Linked DNA regions of Oryctolagus cuniculus: region 2 is linked to region 1. The links are chromatin contacts, called in public Hi-C maps. All regions are on one chromosome and are shown on one strand. Each heading gives the region's core, a stretch centred on a gene start, on an enhancer-like site or on the middle of the called end of the contact. The rest is flanking DNA. Distances are from core to core; before and after follow the strand shown. Region 1 holds the start of CPEB4 (cytoplasmic polyadenylation element binding protein 4). Region 2 has its middle 17 kb from the start of C6H5orf47.

Region 1 (6,284 bases), core at 3,245-5,744:
GCTAGAAGTTTGATCTCTGACTCCAGGCTCTCCAACCTCCAGCCTCCCCAGTTTCTCTGCAGGCTCTGGAAAGCTATTTGCCCAGCATGACAGGTGCAAATCCTCCAGCCTAGGTACAGAGTGTGAGACGGCAGCTGTTGGGCAGCATGGCCCTGGGTTTGATACAGGAAGCCACGTGTGCTTATTCCAAACGGCAAGGGGTAATCTGGGTCAGCAGTCTGGCCACATAGGTGGCGGGAGCCACAGAAGCATCCAAGTCAGCCCATGTGATGCAGGCCACAGTTTGGAAGGTCAGCCTCCCGTTCCAGCTCACCTCCATCTTTGCCAGGACAGGGCTATTTCGAGAGAAGCCTTTCTGAAGTCTGGGACTTTTCCAAACCAGTTATTCAACAACAATGCTTCGGAAGAACTGGATTCACCACTCTCCACAAAATGGCTTGTTAACATGGACTCTGTGTTAATGATCAGACCTTGAATAGGAAGGCAGGAGGAAAAGAGTGGTTAAAATACAGAGGGCTTACACAGGTTGCAAAACAACAAACAAAAGGAGACAACACAACTCAGCAATTAGTTGTTTAAAAAAATGGTACTTTCTAAGTAAGCATGCACACTTTCCAGGTTAGAAACAGGGTGAAGTTCAGAGGTAGAATTTAATAAAATCTGCTTTGGGGCCTTGATTTGATTTCCGCCCCGCTTGCTTTATAGCAGTGAGGTCTGAGGACATTGCAAAAGTTATGCCATCCTTCTCTCTCCTACCTTTGCAGGACCTGCCTTTGAATATTATTTTTTAAGATTCATTAAAATATATATTGCACCACTACATTAGAATGCTTATTAATGTTGCCAGGCAAAATAACTGCTGGTATTAATCTCTTGAGGGACTGAACCATATACCTGCCCAGACTTGTCCTCACTACAGCTCCCCAACCAAAACCAACATCAAGGACACTGTGTCCTTTAATTCAAGTACAGAGAGCTCCTGGGCCACTAACTCTAATAGGATCAACTGCTTCAAATACTTCTACATTCAACGAGCATATACTCAGGAACTTGACAGTAATACCAGGTGGATTTTGCAAAAAAAAAAAAAAAATTTTTTTTGTATACTGTGTCCATGTCTCACAGAAATGAAGTGAAGCCAGCAGCTGTGTTGGACCACTCCAGGAGGTGGCATTCACATGCCACATGTGCGTGGTACCTTATGGAGTTGACAGTGTACACCCAGGTGGTGGCCCTGATCATTGAGGTCATTAGACAGGCTCTGGGGAGCTTGGGTGTAGACTGTTGGGAGAAGGCTGACACTGTACATGTCGAGGGCAGTGGTAGAAGACATTAAGGCTGAGTTCATCCTGTGTGATTATGGGGTGAGATTTATAGTCACTGCCAAGGCTAGTGGAGGCGATACTAAGATCCTGCTTCCTGGGAGGCTCCACGTTTGAGGTGTGGTTGACCTCAAAACCCAGAGGGAACTGGGTAGTAGCCAGCCGGGTATGGGAATTCCCTAGCCTAAGACATCTCCACCAGGAAGTGTCCATCTTTGCTGCATTAGACAGGAAGGGAGTTTTCCTTTTAGTTTTAATTTTTAAAAAAATCTGGTAGCATCTCAATGTTTGGGTAGAGCTTGCTTTCCCTGCAGCCTGAAAGCTTCCCGGGGAATGCGTTTCATGGGAAGGGCTCTCTTCTGCCAGCACAGTGTTCAAGCCAGCACTCATCTGCAGCCGTAGATGCCTTTGGAGAGCCTAAATGGAGCTGCTAAATTGTTGTCATGGATACCGCAGGACAGTTGCTGAAACCAGAATGTTTTCAAGGAGGGCAGCCCTGGGTTGGGTATCCTAGGTTTCTAAGTAGGCAACTGACCCAAGAGAATTGATTTTCCCCTTCCTTCTCCTCTGTCCCTGGTCCCCAAGCAGGAACCAGCGATCCTCCTAATTTCAGCCCAGCCCAAACCTACTGCCCACAGTTGATGGTGCCTTCAAAGACCAGACTGACCCTGCAGCGCCAGACGGCGGCTCTGGGTGTGCCTTCTACAAACCAAGACAGGTTCCTGGATTCCTTTGTGCATACAGCTGCTTCTAGGCAAAAGATGCGTGTGATGCAATTCTCTGCCCTTAGTATGTTAAGAAACTAATACTGTGGACTCCTCCTAGCAGGTCAGCCCTTACCTGTAGCTCCTGCAATTCACAAATCTAGAGAGGGAGGAAATCTCACACACATTTCATCCCTAAGAAACCCATGGCTTGCAAAGATAATGCCTGGGGCCATACAACTAGGAAGCAGCAGGACCGGGATTCAAACCTGGGGCTACTTGGTTCCAAAGGTAGTTCTTTTTCCACTAAGCTGTGGCTGCCATTTTAGTCACTGAGAAAAACTGATAGTTCCAAGAAAATTTCAACTGTCTACTGGGAATGGCACATTCATACATTCATTCAATAAACACATCCCAAGTTGGCTCTGTCTCAGACTCTCTGCGGGCCGCTAGGGACAGAGAGCAGACACAGTCTCTGCCTTCAAGACACCAACCCACCGGTAGCCCGCAATAATTAAAAGAGAAGAATCTATGAGATGCTACAAGGAGGGACAGTCAGAGAAACCATCCTGGGGGAAATGACTTCATCTAACTGGAGCAGCTACAGCTCAAGGCATGTCCTGCCGTGGAGAACAAACAAGAGTAAGGCACAAGCCTTGTGCCCAAGAACTCAGAGCTACAGAGAGGAGGCTCGCGCTCATGATGATTAAGGGCCCATGGCAGTGCTGCAGCATTGAGAGATTTAGGCAGGAGAATTCAGAACCATTAGCAGGGGACTCTCGGGGTGAACTGGAAGCCATCTTTGCTCATAAGATTTTTTGTTACTCCCCCTATCTTTTTCCGATGTTTTGCTCCGGTCACTTTCAGCTCTATGTTGATTTTTCCCCCATTTCTTGCTAAAGTAAAACAGTCAACACCTTTAAAATCTGAGCTGAGAGTGAGGCATTACCCTAGGCTTCCATGGTCCTCACAGTGGTGGAAAAACACAAAGCCGAACAAGGTGGAACCCTTGAGCCGCAAACAAAGAACCTAAATGATGACAGAGATGTGAGCGCCAAACCAAATGGTGCAAAGGACTAAATAATTCAGGCTTGGCAATGGGGGATGGTCCTCTGGGAAAGTTCTCATGGTTGCCCATTTGTTCATTCATGGCGTCAGGATTCATTCACTGATGCCTCTTATCTATCCCCGTTTACTCCTCAAAGAGTCCAGAGTGGCACACTGCTCTGGGAGAAACACCCAACTGTGACAAGATAGTGTGATAAGCAAAAGCAAGATACATACGGGCGTAGACACTTTTAGAAGAAGGAATTCAGAAGACAGAGTTGGTAGCTTTTGAACTGATTTCTCAAACTATAGAATTTATCGGATGTTGAAGAGAAGGGCACGGAAAAACACACTGGCAGTTTGAGGGTATTTCAACATGTTCGTGGAAAAATGGATTTAGAGGACAAGTTTATTTTGGTGCAGAACATTTTTTGCAGTTCAAGCATAGTGTTCTTTTTGTTTTTTTTTTTTTTTTTTTTTTTTTCTTTTAGATCACGCACTGTCCATAACCCTTTTGAAGACATCTCATATGCAGCAAATCCTTTTTTTTTTGCATTACTTTTTGGAACTCCCCTTGTATGTCTGAAGGGAGACGAGGCAGTAAGATGCATTGTGGACAAGGTGGAAAACCTTGAACGCCAGACTAAGGAGCGTGGCCATTATCCTCTCGGCGGTGGGCAGCCACAGAAGAGAGCTGCACACGCGGAGGCCTAGGATAAAATTGTCTCCCCGGTGGATGGGGGTGGGAGCTGAGCCGCTGACGCCCACGAGCGCTACATCTCTGTGCCTGGGAGACTGCATCAAAGGCGAACCTAAGACAGGCTGGGGACAGGGGGGTGCGGGTGCGGAAACGGAAAGTGACTGGAGGAGAGTCCCTCATGAGGTCTGCGTTCTGGGCAAGGGCATACGCAGTTCTAGGCACCGCACAGCTGCTGGCAACACTGCCTCCCCTTCCAGATCCCTCTGGGGCGGAGCTCAGGCCAGAGCACGTGATGCTTGGGGCACCACCTTTACTCAGGGCAGACCTCCCGTTCATCCGCGGTTTCACGGGTTACCACTTTTATTCCTAACACCTTAACCTCATGCCATAGTGTGTGAAGAGTCCATTCTCTTCAGCGCGTCCCTCTTCGATCTTTCGGCAAAGCCCTATTGGCGAAAGTAATCGTCGAAGGAATCCTTTGCCCACACAAAAGATGGCGACCAGCTGCGCTCGCTTTGGGTGGGGGCATCGGACTCCAGACGCCGGGCCTCACTGGGCGAGGCGCAGACGGAAGGGGCGTTTCTCGGGCTCACTTTTCGACCTTCCTGGGAGGGGCACTGAGCTTTGGAGGCGTGGTCCCCTTGGAATTCTAGCAGACGATTGGTATTTAGGCAGGGGTGGGCGGGGCATCCGCGTTACCCCACCCCTCCCTCTTCGAACCGGAAGTGTCTCTCGGTCTTTCCAGCTGGTTGTCATTTCACTCGGCTCGGTCCTGAGGAGAAGGACTCAGCCGCGGCTGCGGGACCCGGGCACCGGGAGGCGGTGGCGGCGGCGGCGGCGGTGGCAGCGGCCACAGCAGAGGGGGACGAGGAGGAAGAAGGAAAGAAAAAGAAGAGCCAGGCGGAGCCCGCAGCCACGACAGCGGGGACTGCGGGACCGGGGTAAAGAGGCGGCGGCGGCGGCGGCCCAGCAACCGTGAGGAGAAACAAAAGCCTTCCAAATTATAGTTTAAAAAAAAAGATCCGGGAGAAAAGAGAGATAGAGCCAAGGGGGGAGGCCTTTCTCCTTTAGAGTAACTACGGTAGTGGGTTTTTACTTTTTTTCCCTCTTTGTTTTTTCCCCCCCCGTGCGGAGAATCGAACTGAGAGAACTGAACAAACCGCCCCTGGGTCCCATGAGGGAAAAAAACCCCGGAGCCGCAGAGAGGGGAAGAGGCAGAAACCGCAGGACCTTCCAGGTCGCCCGCTGGGTCCCCGCACCCCCAGGCCGCCAGCTCGCCCTCGTCGCGTCTCGCTAATCCCTCCCGATCACGCTCCCTCCCCACCCCCGCCGAGGGAGAGCCCGGTGTTTCCAGCCCCTTTCATGGGGGAGAGGAGGCCGGGGGGAGCCCAGGGACGACGACCGCAGCAGGATCTGCACCCGGAGCCTCAGGAGCAGCCCCAGAGGCCACAGCTGCGCCCTGCGAAAGAGCAGAAGCAGGACCAGGAACAGCAGAGAGCTCCGTGCGATCATCTTTCCATTAGTCCATGCTGACTTCCTCTCCCGCAACCAGGAGTTCACCCCCCCTCCCAGCCCCAGATAACCTAATATAATCTATCTATATAAATATATAATATATAATGTTCTTAAATTATTCCTGATTTTTTTTAACCAAGCTGCCAAGAAAAGAACGTATTCTCCCCTTAGCCCTATTCTAATTTTTATGTGAGTGAATCTAAACTGCTGGGGAAGACCTTATGTGATTGTTAAATTATATATATATATATATATTTTTACTCTGCTCAATGCTTATTCTTCTACATCCATAGATGCTTGAGAAGCTGTGTTTTTGTCATTCATGTACATTTTCCTTTGGAAAAAGAAAGCGCCTATTTTACTAACCAAAGACTTGATTTTTACCCTCTCCATTTTTATTCCCTCCTAGAAAGAAGCCCAATTGGATTCATGTCAATGTTTTAAGAAATTTTTTTTTTTGTAGTTGTGAATTTTTTTCTTCTTTCAGAGACCAGAATTCCAAATCAGAACTCCTTAGGGTGATAAGCTGCAATTGTTGAGCTAGCTATACATCAGATTTCAAGCAAGCAAACAACTGAAATTTTGAATAGAGGGGTGGGGGCAAAAAGAGACAGGAGACATCAGGTTGTCATTTTTGGCTGAGCAGATTCTGATCCTAAAAATAATAAATGGGGGATTACGGGTTTGGAGTGCTAGTGCAAAGCAATACTGGGAATAAATCTGCTTTTCCAGTCAGATTCCATCCACATCTGCAGCCTCCACACCATCACCAAAATGCCACCCCCAGCCCTGCTGCTTTTATAAATAATAACACAGCTGCCAACGGCAGCAGTGCTGGCTCAGCCTGGCTCTTTCCTGCTCCCGCTACCCACAACATTCAGGATGAGATCTTGGGGTCAGAAAAAGCAAAAAGTCAGCAGCAGGAGCAGCAAGACCCCTTAGAGAAGCAGCAGCTGTCCCCGAGTCCAGGCCAAGAAACTGGAATACTGCCTGAAA
Region 2 (6,439 bases), core at 2,917-5,416, 80 kb after region 1:
TGTGGACTAGTCTCATCTGTCAGATGACTCTCAGCCCTCCTGATCCTGCTGTGACTTCCACATACATGCTGGTCATTGCTCACCGCCTGTTGTGTTCCTATGTTGGGCGCCTAACGTGCATTAGCAAGGGTCATACCCCAGGGAGGTTTGGGAACAGAGCATGAGCTGTCTCAGGGAGAAGGTGGGTGACTTGGCCAAAGCTACCCAGCTAGGACATAAGTCTAGATTGATACCAATTTTATTGACTAAATCCCAATTGCTTCTCCTTAAACTTTACTGCTACTGGATTAGCAGTGGACAAAATAAGAGGGACTTTTTTTTTTTAAAGATGTATTTATTTATTTGAAAGAGTTACACAGAGAGGGAGAGGCAGAGACAGAGAGGTCTTCTATCCACTTGTTCACTTGAGGGATTTTTGTGTGTGTGTCGTTTTAATTTGGGATTTGTTTTTTAAGATTTATTTATTTATTATTTGAAAGGCAGAGTTACAGAGAGGCAGAGGCAGAGAGAGAGAGGTCTTCCGAATGCTGGTTCACTCTCCAGATGACCGAAACAGCCAGAGCTGCGCCCATCCGAAGCCAGGAGCCAGGAGCTTCTTCCAGGTCTCCCACACTGGTGCAGGTGCCCAGGGACTTGGGCCATCTTCTGCTGCTTTCCCAGGCCACAGCAGAGAGCTGGATTAGAAGTAGAGCATCTGGAACTTGAACCGGCTCCATAAAGGATGCTGGACTGCAGGCAGTGGCTTTACCTGCTATGCTATAGCACCAGCCCCAGGAATTTTTATTTTTTATTTATTTATTTTTTTGACAGGCAGAGTTAGACAGTGAGAGAGAGAGACACAGAGAAAGGTCTTCCTTTTCCGTTGGTTCACCCCCCCCCCCCCAAATGGCCACCACAGCCAGCGGCGCGCTGCTCTGATCCGAAGCCAGGAGCCAGGTGCTTCCTCCTGGTCTCCCATGGGGTACAGGGCCCAAGCACTTGGGCCATCCTCCACTGCACTCCCGGGCCATAGCAGAGAGCTGGACTGGAAGAGGAGCAACCGGGACAGAACCGGCTCCCCAACTGGGACTAGAACCTGGTGTGCCGGCGCTGCAGGCGGAGGATTAGCCAAATGAACTGCAGTGCCGGCCTAGGATTTGTTTTTAAAAAAAGTTCATTTCTAAACCAAGTGCCATAATTGAACGTATAGGGATAGGATGATAAAACCAAAGTTAAATGAGTGAGTTTTGGTGGTTAAGTCCTTAAGTTAAGTCACTTCCTCCCTACAAGCTGACTCTGAGTTAAGAGGTTTGCTCAAAGTCATGTCATTAGTTAGTGGGAGTCAGGTCAGGAGGCTACATCAAAGTTCGTGAGTTCTGTCAAGCACAGGTGACTCAGATCCACCTCTGCCATCTTCTCTGCCTTACTGGCTTCTCTTAAACCAGCGCCTATGGTCCAGTGGCCAGAATGAGGTGTACATTTTTAGGGGTAGGAGCAAAGCTAAGATATTTCTATTCACTTTGAGGAAGTACAGGCTTGTTAATGCATGTTTTAAAATATTTATTTATTTATGACAGGCAGAGTTAGACAGTGAGAGAGAGAGAGAAAAGTCTTCCTTTTTCCGTGGGTTCACCCCCCAAGTGGACGCTATGGCCGGCGCGTTGCGGCCGATCCAAAGCCAGGAGCCAGGTGCTTCCTCCTGGTCTCCCATGTGGGTGCAGGGCCCAAGCACTTGGGCCATCCTCCACTGCCTTCCCGGGCCACAGCAGAGAGCTGGACTGGAAGAGGAGCAACCGGGACATAATCCGGCGCCCCAACCGGGACTAGAACCCGCTGTGCCGGCGCCGCAGGCGGAGGATTAGCCTAATGAGCCATGGCACCGGCCTAAAAGATTTATTTTATTTGTGATGCAGAGTTACACACACACACACAGAGAAAGAGAAAGAGAGAGAGGGGGAGAGAGAGAGAGAGAGAGGAAGAGAGGTCTTCCATCCACTGGTTCACTCCCCAAATGGCTGCAATGGCCAGAGCTGAGACAATCCAAAGCCAGGAGCCAGGAGCTTTCTTCTGGGTCTTCTACAAGGGTGCAGGGGCCTAAGCACTTGGGCCATCTTCCACTGCTTTCCCAGGCACATTAGCAGGGAGCTGGATTGGAAATGGAGCAGCCAGGACTCGAACCAGTACCCATATGGGATGCTGGCACCTCAGGCAGAGGCGTAACCTGCTACATCATAGTGTCAGTCCCAGGGTGTATTCTTTCCTTTCGATTCAACTGTCAAGGAAAGACACATAAGTTTGGGGTAGGAAACAAGGAAGAAAGGTCTTTTTCTCTAGTAGTGTGAACCCAAGATTTCCAGAAACACAAGCAGTTCTGGGGTAAGAATGACAACAAGCAGCCATGATGGAGTGCTTCCTAAGTGCCAGGCTCCATGCTGCAGGCTTCTCTTTCCAACCTCTGTGCAGCCCTTTAGGATGGTACAGTTATTGTGCTCGTTGCAAGGTGACCAAGGGTCAGGAAAGTTGACCAGTCTACAGAGCTAACCAGGACTTGGGCCCAGACACACACATTTTAGGTCCTGTTTCACCTTACCCCTTATATTTCCAAATGAACAAGGGGAAATTTTATTACAATTTTATGTCTTCACTACATCGACTAAGAGATCACTGAGAAGTTACACTAAAAGCATGCATCTCATTTCACAAGCCCAAAGTCCTTTGGCCTTTTATTTTGATACCTTTAGCAACAATGCAATGACTGCCTTTTCTCGTAGATATGTCATCCTCTAAACTGGCAGGGGACTAAGAAGCAGTCCCATAATCTGGGGAAAAAAGCACATTTGCCAAGAAAATGTATGTAACAAATTGGATGGATGGGTAGACAGGTGGGTAGGTAGGTACATTAATAGATGATAGATAAATACAAATTCACAATTTTATATATTGGATTTTTTTAGATCAAAGAAAATTCCACCAAGGAGAAAGGGTTTTCACATCTTTCCATAGAACCCTAATTGAAGAGCATATTCTGTGTAGAAAATCAAGCTTTCTTGTAGGCATCTCATCCTTTGCTACTCAGCACAGTCCTGTTAATCTCACAAAATCAGCCCTGAAATGCAAAGAAATGAGGGAAGAGCTTTCCTGATGTGTCCTTGGGAATTTTAAAATAGCATTTGAACATTTTGCTTCTGGACGGGGATGTTGGAAGCATCAAAATAGATTTCTGCAGAGAATTCATATTTGTGATTTGATAGATATTTATGAAAGAGAGAAAGCATTGCCGTTTTTAGAGCACCGGAGCTCCGGGATGCACAGCTTTGATGCTTGCTGCAGTCTGAACAGCTGTGCTTGAACAGATGTGATGCTTAGAGCCTGGGAGAACCAACTGAGAATGTTTGAACCTAGCTTGGCAGCAAGACTCCCTTCTGAGTGAGACGTGAAGACCGTGGCCGAATTCAGTCCTTAGCAATTTCCTTTGTGATGCCATGCCCCAAATTCCAATCTTTAGACCAAACACAAAATTCTAAAATGGGAGAGGATACCCATGGGGGCTGATTTAGTCCAGTACCTGTCCTAATTAAGTCAGATCAGCAGCCCTTCCTAAGGGGCGGCAGAGAATGGTGGCGGTGGGCGGGGCCCGGGTGGGGAAAGCTAAGGTGCCGAGCAGGGAGAAGGGGGAAGATTGGAAGAGAAAGGAAGTAGAATTCTATTATCAAGTACAATAGTACCCGACCACCACACACACACACACACACACACACACACACACCCCGTAATGGTATCTACGGCCTTCCACACTCCCGATCATGACCTTGTCTCCCGGGGGAGGCAGTTTTGCAGTGATGTAAGCACCATCCATGGGACCGCGAGCTTTTCTCAGCTTTCCTTACACTGATGTCCTAATTCCACATTCTTTGCTTTGAATCCCTTGTGGAAGTTGGGCTAACATCTGATTCTGAGAGCAGTGAGTGCTGTGTCTAGCACAGAGTAAGCACTCAATACATGCTCAGTCTTAGCGTTACTTAGCGTTACTCTTGCTGTTACTACCCATTGACGTCCACGGAGCCAGTCCTGGTGCTGCTTTGACGGAACAGGTAGGCAGCATGGCCACCATGCCAGGCAGCAGATAGGAACCCTTGGATGCCTGTCTCCTTCATTGGTTGTCTCCTGTGTATTCTTCGGTTCCCCCCCAATCCAAATGACGAGTTGCCATGGTGACGGAAGGCACTGACACTCCGTGCCCAGCTCTTTTTGTCTACAGCGTGAGGATGCCTCCCACGCCACACGTGGGGAATCAAACCCCGCAGCGGTGGGTGTCGCGTCTGTTCCCAAATTGGATGTAAACTGCAGAGGGCCTGCGCCTGGCACTCGGCTTTTCTGGACACTTGGCTGAGCCCAGAGTCGTGCTCTTCAGAGAGAGAAGCAGGAAGGGGGGAGGGAGGGCTGGAAATGAGTGCCTTGTGTCCCTCAGCTGACAGCTCAATGACCGCTGCCTTAGAGGAAATAGGATTGTTAGTTCCTCGGTTACAGATATTTCCCCTTTGCCCTTGCAATGGCAAAATGTGGGTGACAGTGGGTGCCGTGTGGACATTAGGCACAGTTAGGCTCATATCCCAAGCAGAAGGATCTTTGTGGTTAGGGACTGGGTTCTGGGGTGAGGCTGCTGGGGCATCTGTTCCCATGCCACCCCTTGACTGACCCAGTGACCTTGGCCACATCAGGTGGCTTCTGAGCACTGTCTTTTCTCGTGGGTCCGGAGGGGCAAATAACATCTCCATCTTCCAGTTGGGGTGAGGATTAAATGAGATAAGCACGAGAAAAGCACCCCAACCATAAATGTGAGGGGCTCCCACTGTAGCTGGACTGCCCCAGACACATCAGGTGTTGGCCCCACCCCCCCTCGGGGAGGGGGGCGGAAGTCCCGCCTCCGCTCTGATTAGTACCTGCAGTCTCTGGCCCTGCAGCCAGAGGGCAATAGAAATCTGCACGAGACCCTTCCGCCAGCATCCCATTGCCCCCAGAAATAAAGTCTACCCCCGAGGCCTCGAAGGGTATGGCCCTGACCTCCACCCTAACATCCTCTCCAAAAGTACTCCCTCTTGGCCACGTGTCCGGCTGCTCTGCCCTGGGCCTTTTTCCATCCTGGGAATGAGGCCCCCTTGGCTGATCAAGCTCAGTGCGGAATCCTCGGCGCAGCCAAGTTTTACCCCCGCCCCCCTTCAGCTCCACAGGGAACTGCAGCACTCTCCTCCTCAACCCTGCCGACTCACCCGAGACACCCCTGCATCTTCCAAGATCGCTCTCTAAAGGCCCATCCTTGTGTGCTGTAACAGACAAACCACAGACTGGCTAGATGACCCCGCACAGATCGGGCTCCGCCTTCTGGAGGCTGGGGTCCAAGAGCGTGGCGATGGCATCTGGTGAGGACCTCTTGCTGCACCCCAACATGGCAGGGGGGCAGGTGAGCATGTGTGAGAGGAGGCCAAACACAACACACCCGCTCTCGCAATAGCTAAGCCGCTCCAAGGATCCAGCCACGGCTCACTACGATGGCAGTGAAATTCCAACGTGAGTTTTGCAAGGGCGTTAATTCCTCGTTATGAATATTTCCCCTTCGCCCTTACCATGGCAAAGTGCGGGTGAAGGCGGGCACCATGGCACCCTGCCCCCTTCATCACCTTTGTTTATCAGGATCACTCTCTCTTACTAGCATTTTTCTCCCAGTGGGTAATTATCACTCTATTTGTTTACCTTTGGGGGGGATAGTACATGGCTCATATCTGTGTCCACAGGAGCCATCAAGTGTCTTTCCTCGCAGTAAGTGCTGAATAAACGTTTGTTGACTGAGTGACCAAGAGGGCTGTATGGTTGCTTCCCTTTCTTGTGCCTGCTCTCAGAATTCCCGAGTTGAGGACGTCTGTGCTACAGGAGGAATGCCCGGAGGCTCATGGGAGCCCCCAGAGCCTAGACATTTCCCAAGGAGATCAGAGATCGAATTCCCGATAAAGGCGGCTTGAGTCACTCGGTCTTCTTCACAAGTTCGCCCGGGGATACCGGTAAGACGCCGCCGGCTCTGATTCGTAGCCCTGGGGCCCACGGCTCTGCCTTCCTAGCCAGCTGCCGGGCCAAGTCCACGCTGCAGCTGCTCGGTAGCAAGGACTTTGTTCTTTGAGTAAAGCCTTGGCACTTCTGGACCTTGGAATAAGGTGGACAGGGTGAGTGTAGGCCCCAGGGGAGCTCAGCCTGCAGGCGAAATCTCTGTGCATTTGGCGTTTCTGCTCCAGAGATGAGACCTAGACTTGAGCTTGTGTCTGTGTGTGAGATCATGACTATGACTTTGGCGAGTCATTTCAGTTCTCTCAACTTTAGTGAATTACGATGTTCACACCCAACATGGGCCGCTCCTGGGAAGATCTCAGGAGATAACGCCTTGCAGAAATCCAGCATTACAGTCCCTTCCCAT

The links. Hi-C and Micro-C count contacts between places; a contact is called where the count stands out from the background.
Region 2: a contact with region 1 is called in a Hi-C map of psoas muscle, with 4 times the contacts expected there. The contact joins the enhancer-like site here to the promoter of CPEB4 in region 1. A contact is called at or near these places in 2 of 6 Hi-C or Micro-C datasets (embryonic fibroblasts and psoas muscle).

Annotation. Positions count from the first base shown.
Region 1 is chr6:60,319,436-60,325,719 of mOryCun1.1, forward strand. It overlaps CPEB4 (cytoplasmic polyadenylation element binding protein 4), which reads left to right and starts at 4,495. Exons shown (of 8, transcript XM_008255399.4): 1 at 4,495-6,284. The coding sequence starts at 5,957.
Region 2 is chr6:60,399,590-60,406,028 of mOryCun1.1, forward strand. No RefSeq gene overlaps it. Among named protein-coding and RNA genes, the nearest start is that of C6H5orf47, 17 kb to the right of the region's middle. Within about 2 kb of position 4,167, at least 2 of the 8 cell types and tissues checked have an H3K27ac peak or open chromatin away from gene starts, as enhancers often do.